2 separate regions of the Capsicum annuum genome follow, and region 2 is linked to region 1. Evidence: chromatin contacts called from public Hi-C data. All regions are on one chromosome and are shown on one strand. The core of a region is the stretch at or near the end of the contact, and the rest is flanking DNA. Distances in the headings are between cores, read along the strand shown.

What was found. Hi-C and Micro-C count contacts between places; a contact is called where the count stands out from the background.
Region 2: a Hi-C map of leaf shows a contact between it and region 1, with 2.8 times the contacts expected there. The contact joins the promoter of LOC107870875 here to the promoter of LOC107870876 in region 1. A contact is called at or near these places in 3 of 5 Hi-C or Micro-C datasets (bud, leaf and placenta).

The regions. Positions count from the first base shown.
Region 1 is chr5:51,103,873-51,109,108 of UCD10Xv1.1, forward strand. LOC107870876 (probable splicing factor 3A subunit 1) reads right to left here and starts at 3,568. Exons shown (of 7, transcript XR_007055742.1): 1 at 3,331-3,568.
Region 2 is chr5:51,411,090-51,416,331 of UCD10Xv1.1, forward strand. LOC107870875 (40S ribosomal protein S9-2) reads left to right here and starts at 1,640. Exons shown (of 3, transcript XM_016717563.2): 1 at 1,640-1,832; 2 at 2,712-3,093; 3 at 3,855-4,160. The coding sequence starts at 1,805. The coding sequence ends at 4,038.

The DNA.
Region 1 (5,236 bases), core at 2,318-4,817:
CTTATCAGTGCATTCCCCCTGAAAAATCGCCTTGTACTCAAGGCGAAAAAAAGGAGACTGTGTGTTCTCCTCTTGCATTAATTCCAAAGATGCAAACGTTCCAGGTTTGCAGGTCATACTTGTCTCCACAATGATAGCATAGGCCTTTTTCTCGGCTAATTTGAAGTTCAGAATTTATAGGACGAATGTTTGGAAGCGATGATTGTTGAATTAGTGTTTCTCTTATTTCCTTATTTCCCATTTCTCTGAGACTTAGTGTTCTTATTTTTTTATCTCTTATTTCTGTTATGCTATACAGCCTGTTTCATGTCTCATTACGACCTTGGTATACTATTCTCTATCTTGAACCGAGGGTCTATCGGAAACAACCTCTCTACTTCCTCGGAGGTAGTGGTATGGACTGCGTACATTTTACCCTCCCCAGACCTCACTTTGTGGGAATATACTGGGTTTGTTGTTGTTGCTGTTGTATGTTTGGAAGCGATGATTGTTGAAAAGAGCGTACTGGTGGACGGGATGACTGAAAATTAAAGGATTCTTGAACCGTTGGAGAGGAAGTTCCAATTGATGAAGGCCCTGATATAGAAGGCCAATCGGTTACCTTACCTTACTGGACTGATTTGTTTCATGTTTTCCTTCATATTCTAAAGCTAGAATCATTGCCTTATACACAGATCGAGGCTTGTGAATACTAACGTCCACGCGAAGGTCTTCTTTGAGCCCACTAAGGAAAACTCCAAGCAGACAGTGTTCTAGCCAGCTTTGCACACGGGCTGCCCGTTTTGCAAATTTTTGCCTATACTCAAACACTGATCCAGTCCGTGGGATGTTTGATAATTTTGAAAATATTTCTCCGCTTTCAGAATCCAACCTCTAGGATCTCCCCCCTCATACTTTGGAAATTCCATCTTTGTGTGAGGACGCCGATAAGTTTCTTGATGTTTCCAAGTGCTATCAACCTCACCTTCTTCCGGTGAAACTTTAGATTTTCCTCGTTGATTCTAACTGTTTTGTGCTTTTAATGCAGCCACATCAACAGCCAAAACATCCATGGCTTCCAATTTTGCTGCTATATTAGTCAGTTGTTGGCTGATCTGATCAGTAGTCGACATGATAGGTTCACTATGGGAAGCGTTAGCCCGTGTGTTAACCATGACAGATCTTACTTCTCTGATACCAATGATAGAAACTAGGATGCAGAAGAGATAGAGAAGGAAATATTACTGATTAAATAAAGTGTAAAGATCTTAAACACTATATTAACCAATAAACAAGTCCGTATGGAGTAGACAAATCTCCATCTATAAATACAACAATAATATTTTTCTTCTGTCTTAAGAACTCTACCAGATTCTACTCTCCTATTTAAACTCAGACATAAGCAGTTACTGCTGTAGATAACTACTACAGATAATTACTGACAACTACTAACAGATAATTACTGACAACTACTAATAGATAACTGCTTCTATCTTATCTGAAACTAAGGAACTAAGTTACATTATCTTCATATCTTAAAGCAGCAGTCTTATCAGTCTTATCACAACCCTACTCCTGCGCCTCAAGTTGGATGTCTGAATTTAAGAGAGCATCAAATAAGACTAGGCGGTAATTGGATAAACTAAAGCTATTCTCACATCTTTATTTTTTTATTCATTTCTCTTCAACAAAAGGGGGATAAAGGGACATCTCATATTTTACGTCAATTCGGACTCATCAAAGAAAACATTCAAGCAAAAACCCAAAAAGGATTCTTGGGTTTTCCTTACTTCAAATGAACTTCTCGAAACTGTGTAGGGCATTTGAATAGAAACAACTTAACCTTAATGCACCATAAGTACAAAATAAAAACATTGAGATTTGATGAAATTTGAAATCCAACATTTTGAAGAATTTAAGATTTGAAATTGAAGTTGAAATTTTTTGCAAATTTAATAAACAAATGCTGATTTTAAATCAAAACTTGGAATTAGAGTCAAACGCCTACTAAATTTAAGTGAATAAGTGTGTGAGCTGTACATATCACATGAAGATGTGTACCACCCATCATATTAGTTTCCCATATATCTAATTGATCAGACAAATCTTTAACCATGAAATCATTTGAAGAAGTGTTATCAACACTAACAGTGAAATGAGCAGTCAAACACATATAATTAATTCTTTGCCATGATGTTCATGTGCCTGTGGTAAAGGAACTTTTCGGTTGTACTTCTTTAAAATATTTCTTTCGCTTTAGTCTCTGGTCATTGTGAACTTGATAACAATCCCTTTATTGTCCTATGGGAAGGAGGTAGAAATAGAAGTTGAGCTTTACAAAAAAATTTCCTAAAGCCCTCTTTTTCTCCATCCAAAAGGCAATTCTTCAATAATTATTATATCAACTAAAGTCCTCTTAACTATTTCATGCTAAAATAATTCTCCCATCCTTTGGAAAGTCCAACTTTGTTTGAGTGGTATCAGCATCAATGTTCAGTTACATATTTGGACAATTCTTTAAATCAGTATTCCATGACGTTGTTCCATCCTCTTTTTTCTTTTTTTTTTTAATTGGTAAGACGTTCCATTCTTTTTGGTATCAGCCTTATAATCACGACTATAACAATTAAACCCTGCTCTATCATTTCCATTAACATCTTTAAACTTTTCAAAATGTCCCCAAGCACCTGAATCGATTGTACAACTTTTCTTTTCTTAGTGCCAGACCTAGTTTCAGGCTCATATTCAACGGAATTTGCAGATGAAGAAATATATCACCTTTCTATTGAACCCACCTCACTTGCTATAGTTTAATTTTTCAGCCATCTATGAAAAATGAATGATAAGAGAACTAAAAAGAAGCTAAACAACTAGTTTCAACTCGGAAATACATTAAGATTCGAGTAATCTATTAAAACGGGCAGCCCAGTGCACTAAAGCTCTCACTATGTGCAGGGTCCGGGGAAGGGCCCAACCACAAATCTATTATAGGCAGCCTAACCTTGCATTTCTGTCCTGTTTCCAAGGCTTGAACCAGTGACCTCCGGTCACATGATAGAAACTTTACCAGTTTCTCCAAGGCTCCCCTTCTTTGGAGTAATCTCTTTTCAATGAAAGGCTCATATTGAAAATATTTCAACAAAATTTACAGAGAGGAACACAAATCTCTCTCTTCTCATGAAAAATGAAACTTCAAGAGCTAATGTGAACTCTTTAAATGCATCACATAACTGTTTACCCTAAAAACGATACGCGTATTCATCCAATTTTACCGTACACAATAACAGCTGAAAAGAGAAGGTTACTGGCAATTATCTGTGTCGACAACTCGACGAGGAAGACGGAACTTACCTAACGAAGAGGAAGACCGACGAGCAGGCGAAGGCACCGACGTAGAGCTCTCTGGGTGAGAAGAGTGAACAAATCAGATTTTGAGACCTACTTGCAACTTAACCCTAAATTTGATCCGATTGTTTTAAGTACTACGTATTGTTATTACAACATTTTTATATTAGTTCATTTAAATAATTTGTTTTATTATTTGGTTGGATAATCCCTTTTTTAAGAGAAATTATGATTTTGTTTCCTTTGATTGCGTTTTATAGACATGTATTTTTACTTGTAATTTCGAGGGTTCAGATGGGTTCTTTAAATTTAAATATTTATTTCCTTATTTACTATTATAACTTTTTACTATATTATAATTTTTTATTATATTTTTCTACTATTATAATAAGTAAAAGTAAGTAGTACGATCAAAGGTGTTTCAGGAATCTTATATTGTTTTATGAATATTTTTGGTATTTCAATTTATATTTTTTTTATTTCTTTTTCGATGACACTTGTTAATACATACCACTGCCTTCCATCTTCTTTTATATCATCATTTTTGTCTTACCTTCTTTATTGTTCCTCTCCAAACACTCCATCAAACAATCATGAAGAAATAATAAATTTGTGTGAAAGTTTTATGCAACTGGGTTTGTCATATCAGTGAGATTATTGGTTATATTTTGGCTTCTATTTGGGTATGATATATTTATGAGTTTCGCAAAATTTTAACCTTTTTTTGTAAACTTCTTTTAGTTAGTTTATTATATTTTATCGAATAATTTTTAGATGAACGTGGTATATTTGATTTTAAAAATAGATACATACATAACACATATCCGTATTTGGGATATACAATTGTTTCTGACTTTCGATAGGTAAGATGTCATTTAAAGGTAAATGGGTTCTTTGAAATATCTATTGAGGGTGAAACAAGCTCCCGCTTTCTTTGGCGAACAAACTATAAAGTCACTTTCAATCAAGTTGAATTTGAGCCCCATTTCACCTTTAATTACTAATGGAAGTCAATTTTGATCTGTCTCTTTTCTTCTGTCTTTCACTCCTATGGTCCATTACATGCTTCTCTGCTTGGTCGATTAATTTTCTTATAAATTGAATGATTTCAGTTTGTCAATGACTTCCACGATTTTTTATTTTTGTGGGTTTTATTCCTTTCTTCATTTTCTGAAAATTTGACCGAGTATCTATTCTTCGTTGTGTTGTTGTGCATGAAAGTTGATAGTTGCTTCTTATCTAAAGCTGTGGCAATGGGGCGTGATTCAAAAGTAGCTGAATACTTATTCCAAAATGATATTTATACCACGAAAATCACCACTTGTGTGGAGGCTTCTCTAAAGCGAAATGCTCTTTCCTATGTGATTCTTTCTCACCGTTATAATACGATCTGCAATGAATTGTTGTATTTTCTTATGTTTTTTGTTTGTGGCATTATTGCAGAAATATTTAGGTGACAAGGTATTGGTATCAAGGATACTAGCAAAAATGCTCTTTGTGAATGAGGTAAGTCCCTCTTTTACTTAACGTGGCTTGAAAATACGAGGTCTTATTAACAACCATCTCATCATATACGGGTGCTGAGTTTGTTGGCTATCATTTATTCTTGTTAAAACAGGATGATTTTATAGGTTTGATTGATTAATGATTTGTTGCTTTGTTTTGATTCACTATTGTCAGTCTGTGTACAAGCAGAAAATACATATTTATATATGAGATTCATCATCATCGATTATATTGTTCAAGAATAACTTATTCAAGATAAAATTCTTAATTAATCACTGTAGAATTATCTTACTGCTCTCAACCGAACGTTAAAGGTCACATCTTTAAAAAAAAGTTAAATGTCACATCAACGACGTGAGTTTTTATCTAATAAGATCAGTTGTTATTGTTCTATTAACAGAAAAAG
Region 2 (5,242 bases), core at 390-2,889, 310 kb after region 1:
GTTAATAATACATATACAAATACTTCTTCGCCTTTATATTTTTCAAAATCATATTCAAAACAGTTTCAACATTAGGACTTAAAATTTTGCTTGATTCTCCTTTTTTTTTTTAATCAGATCTTTGTGTATTTTGACGGTTTTGGAGATGAAGGTTTCTTCAATCCTTTTTGGTTCATTATTTCGGCCATCTTCTATGGATCATTATGATGTTTCGACCTCACCTCTTTGACACTCAATGATTTCTTGAATTATTCTACCATTAGAGCAAATCTCCACAATCATACAGTAAAAAAATCGCAAAAGTATAAAAAAATCCGCAAGGACAATGATGAACAAGAAAATATAAAATATATAGAATTTTGGGAAGAAGATAACATAACAACAACAACAACAACAACAAACCCAGTGTATTCCCACTTTGTGGGGTCTGGGGGGGGTAAGATGTACGCAGTCCATACCTCTACCTCTGATGAAGTAGAAAGGCTGTTTCCGAAAGACCCCCGGCTCAAGTTACGAGATATCAAACAAACACATAGTACAGCACAGAAGCAGATGACATAACATAGATACTGCAGCCATAAGGAATATAAAACAGAGTAAAGCAGGAATGCAGGAATATAAAGCAGAGGAAAGCACACAGATTCGTAACAAACATAGAACACGGAACACGGAACAGAACATTGAAATACGGAATCATACCAGGAATACACCCCCACCAATTACCTCCCTACATTAGCGACCCGAACAGGCCCTAATCCTCTGCCGTAATTCGCGTCTTCCAGACCTTCCTATCTAGGGTCATGTCCTCGGTAAGCTGTAACTGTTCCATGTCCCGCCTAATCACCTCACCCCAGTACTTCTTCGGTCTACCCCTACCCCGTCTAAAACCATCCAACGCTAGCCTCTCACACCTCCGGACCGGGGCATCCATGCCCCTCCTCTTCACGTGTCCGAACCATCTCAATCGTGCTTCCCGCATCTTACACTCCACTGAAGTCACCCCAACCTTCTCCCGGATAGTCTCATTCCGAGCTCTATCCCTTCGGGTCAGTCCACACATCCAGCGCAACATCCGCATTTCTGCCACCTTCATTCTTTGGGTGTGGGAGTTCTTAACTGGCCAACACTCCGCTCCATACAGCAAGGCCGGACGGACTACCACCCTATAGAATTTACCTTTAAGCTTGGGCGGCACCTTCTTATCACACAGCACCCCCGATGCAAGTTTCCACTTCATCCATCCCGCCCCGATACGGTGCGAGACATCCTCGTCAATCTCACCGTTACTCTGGATCACGGACCCGAGTAATAACTGTAAAATTAATTGTTAACTTATTTTGTGGAGCGTAATCTTTATCAATTAAGATGAAAAATGTGAGAAAAAGAAAAGAAATTGGAATAAAAATATGAAGAATATGAGCTATTTGAAAAAATAAAATAAAAAGATACAGTAAAAGTAAAATAGGAAAGAGAATAAGTGTTAGAGTGAAAATAATATACTCTTTGATAGCTATAAACACGCATGTATTGAGTGGTTCGTCAAAATAATATTATTTTTGCTATAAAATATAATTTTATAAAAATATTATTATTTATCATAATTATGGTGTTAAGTTTGTCATTTTTTGTAATTTAACTTGACCCACTTAGTTCGTTGCAAGTGATTCTGTTTTGGGTCAAAATTTCTACTTTGGGCCCAACAGTTTTAGAATCCATTAAAGGCCTATTAGGGTTATACGAGTATATAAGAGTATCCCTTACCTTCTCTTCGATCCCTAGACAGTGAAGGGTACGACGAACAAACATGGTGCACGTCAATTTTTATCGCAACTGTGAGTGTTACAATGCCGTCCTTTTCTTTCTTCCTTGTGTATAAAATCTCGTTCTGCATTATTTGATTAAATACAAGTTAGCGATCTTTTTTCTCAATAGGACAATTTTAATGAATGTTTATGTAGGATTTATTTGAATATATGCAGCATTTGACGTCGTTTTATATCACTAATATTCTTGGTGTATTGTTGAGACTGACTGCCTAGTAATTGTCTAGTTTATATGATTTTGTTTGTCATTAGTTGTTTCATTAATGGGCATCCCTGAACGTTATAATTGTACGATCAGTTGGTTTAGAACATAAATTTCAATTGTATTGCTTGAATTTGAAGTTGGGTGACTTTTTCCATTTTCGTTTTTAGGCGGTTAAAGACTTTTTTGTTACTATTAGGCGCAGTATGAGATGACGAGATTAATAGAGCCTATGTGTTTTGAGAGGCTTCTTGTTTACCTTGAAGTCAAAATAATCTATTCCGTCACAATTATGTGGCTCCATAAATCATTTCATTAACTTTAAAAGATGAATTTTAAAGTTAAGTTGTTTCAAATTATAAAAAGGTGACATGTGTTTGGAATGGATCAAAAAGCAAAGTGTGCCACACATATTGTGATGGAGGGAGTACTATTCTTTGGGTTGTTTAGCTTAATTCATCTGATGTGTGAGTAGTCATTAGCTAATAACTTGATTGACTGACTGATGTTTAATTGAACATAATTTGTTATAAGCATTTGACCTAATATTAGTCAGTCGGTATGTCTTATATTCTGTATCTTCAATTTTGCTGTTTTGCTGTTATACTCTTTGTGCATAACTTCAGTCTCTGTATAGTTTGTTCATATGTTAAGTCTATCTTACATAATTGTTATTTGTAATTCAGATGGGAAGACCTTTAAGAAGCCTCGAAGGCCCTACGAGAAGGAGCGATTGGATGCAGAATTGAAGCTTGTAGGAGAGTATGGACTAAGGTGCAAGAGGGAACTTTGGAGAGTTCAGTATGCTTTGAGCCGTATCAGGAATGCTGCTAGAATGCTTCTCACACTGGACGAGAAGGACCCACGCCGTATCTTTGAAGGTGAAGCTCTCTTGAGGAGGATGAACCGGTACGGGTTATTGGATGAGAGCCAAAACAAGCTTGATTATGTCTTGGCACTCACCGTGGAGAACTTTCTTGAGCGTCGTCTCCAAACACTTGTGTTCAAGACTGGCATGGCTAAGTCAATCCATCATGCTAGAGTGCTCATCAGGCAAAGGCATATCAGGTACAGATAGTTGCTTTATTGGCAAATGGAAATAAGTAGTTTCTGTCTTGCCTGTTTTTGTTTATCAATTTCTTCCACTGCTGTGCATATATCTCTGCTCGATTTGTGAAGAATATTATTTAATAATATCACTCTGTTGACACATTAACATTTGGCACATGTAACCAATCTTCCTGATGGGTCGTATTCATTTTGGAAGTCCTAAAGAGTCAAAAAGGAGAATGTTTATCTTGAAAGAACTTGTCCTAATTCCTAAGATATTATTTTTGACAAAATGTTTTTGAATTCGGAAAGAAATAGCATCCAAGTACTTTGTTTTTTCAAAATCTTCCAAAGTTATTGTTGTTTCTAGACGTCATACCAAATGTTTAAGATCCATACAAATGCTACAAAGATCCATCAACATATACACCAAGAGTTTTTTGTGAGGCCTGTTGAACAAGATCAAAGTTACATATTGTGAAGATTGTTTTATCAATCGAACATTTGTGTTCTGTCTTTAATCGCTGAGAAAGGAAAACACTATTTTTATTCCGGAAGCATTTCTAAATGCACTTTATTCTATGTTTGCCATCCCATGCAAATATATTGTATTGATGTATTGAATTTACGGTAACATACAAAAGATATGGTGTAAAGTCTGCTGCATGTAGCACTAGTGTTGTTTACACCAAGCAAATTCTGTGAATGTACCTGGCTTTTTAGTTGGTGCCTCGGAATTCGGATCTCTAGTTCTGATTCACATATTGTTGCATTTGCAGAGTCGGGAGGCAGGTGGTGAATGTTCCTTCCTTTATGGTGCGAGTGGACTCCCAGAAGCACATCGACTTCTCTCTCACTAGTCCATTCGGTGGTGGGCGTCCTGGAAGAGTCAAGCGAAAGAACCAAACGGCTGCCACTAAGAAGGCTTCTGGTGGTGATGGAGATGAAGAGGATGAAGAATAAGCAGCTATATTAGTGTTTGGAGTATTTGGCTATAGTACTGGCCTATGTTATTTTCTGAGATTGTGGTTACCTGCATGTAGTAGTAGAAAGAAACGTATTAAGCAAAAGTTTTTATTTTTGGATTTTTCGCTGTTTTAAGAGTTTGGCGAACTCTGTCCTTCAAAATCCCTCCGAGAAAATTGAGTAGAGAACACATTCTAGTTTTTTTTTTAACTTCAAAGGCATCCTTCCAAATTCGTTGCCAGAGTCCACAAACTCTTTTCTTCACTACCTTGCCACGATTTCTTGAGAATTTTATACTTAGATGTTATAGGAAGGTCTCTCGCACTTCTGCCCCATTTTTTTGTTTTTTAGTTTTTTGTCACTCGAGACGAATATATTTTTTGTAAGCATTAGCTTATATTTTTGCATCAAAGTATTTTACAAATTATGCTTTTAATAACTTAGGCTTTGTTAGACATAAATTCGACTTTTAAGGGCAAAAATTAAAGACGGTTTGGGGAAGGCAAAAATTGAAGGGGCAAACACAATCAAATTAGTATCCTCAGTTATCCTTATCTGGGAAACTTCACCTCCTATGCATTGTAGTTTTGAATTTAGCTCAAATAATGCACTAAGTTGGGACAATGGTGTATGATGATGGATTTTGATTGAGAAGAATATCACCGAGGGAGAGGGATGGTGCCACCAACAAGCTTAGATGTCTCTTTCTCAATCAGTGGCGGGTGACGACAGCATCAACAAGCTTAAATGTCTCTTTCTGAATCAGTGGTGGATTCTGAAACCTCCTTTGTTCTTTTAGTGTGATAAGGAGAAACATGAGGGCAAGAATCTCAAATTTCCCTATTTTTTTTGGGTGTGAAAATGATCTTTGCTCTCTTATGGGTCGAACAAATAGTGGTTATGATGATTTCTGGACCGGGTTGAAACAATATTTTTCAAAATTGAAGCCGGGCGGGTTGCAGGTTTATGTGGGTTTAAATAAAAACATAGTATTCTTGTGACATTTGCTCGGTTATTTTAAATGCTTTCAGTTATTTAACAATTTTTACATAGAAAGTGCTTTAAAAGACAACTAAGACAAACAAACTATAATTTTTTTAACTAATTGCCTGCTCTATTTCTTAACTACTAATTTCCTACTCCTATTTCTAAAACTTACTTAAAATCACACCTTAATTTTTCATTATTATTTAAAATCCAT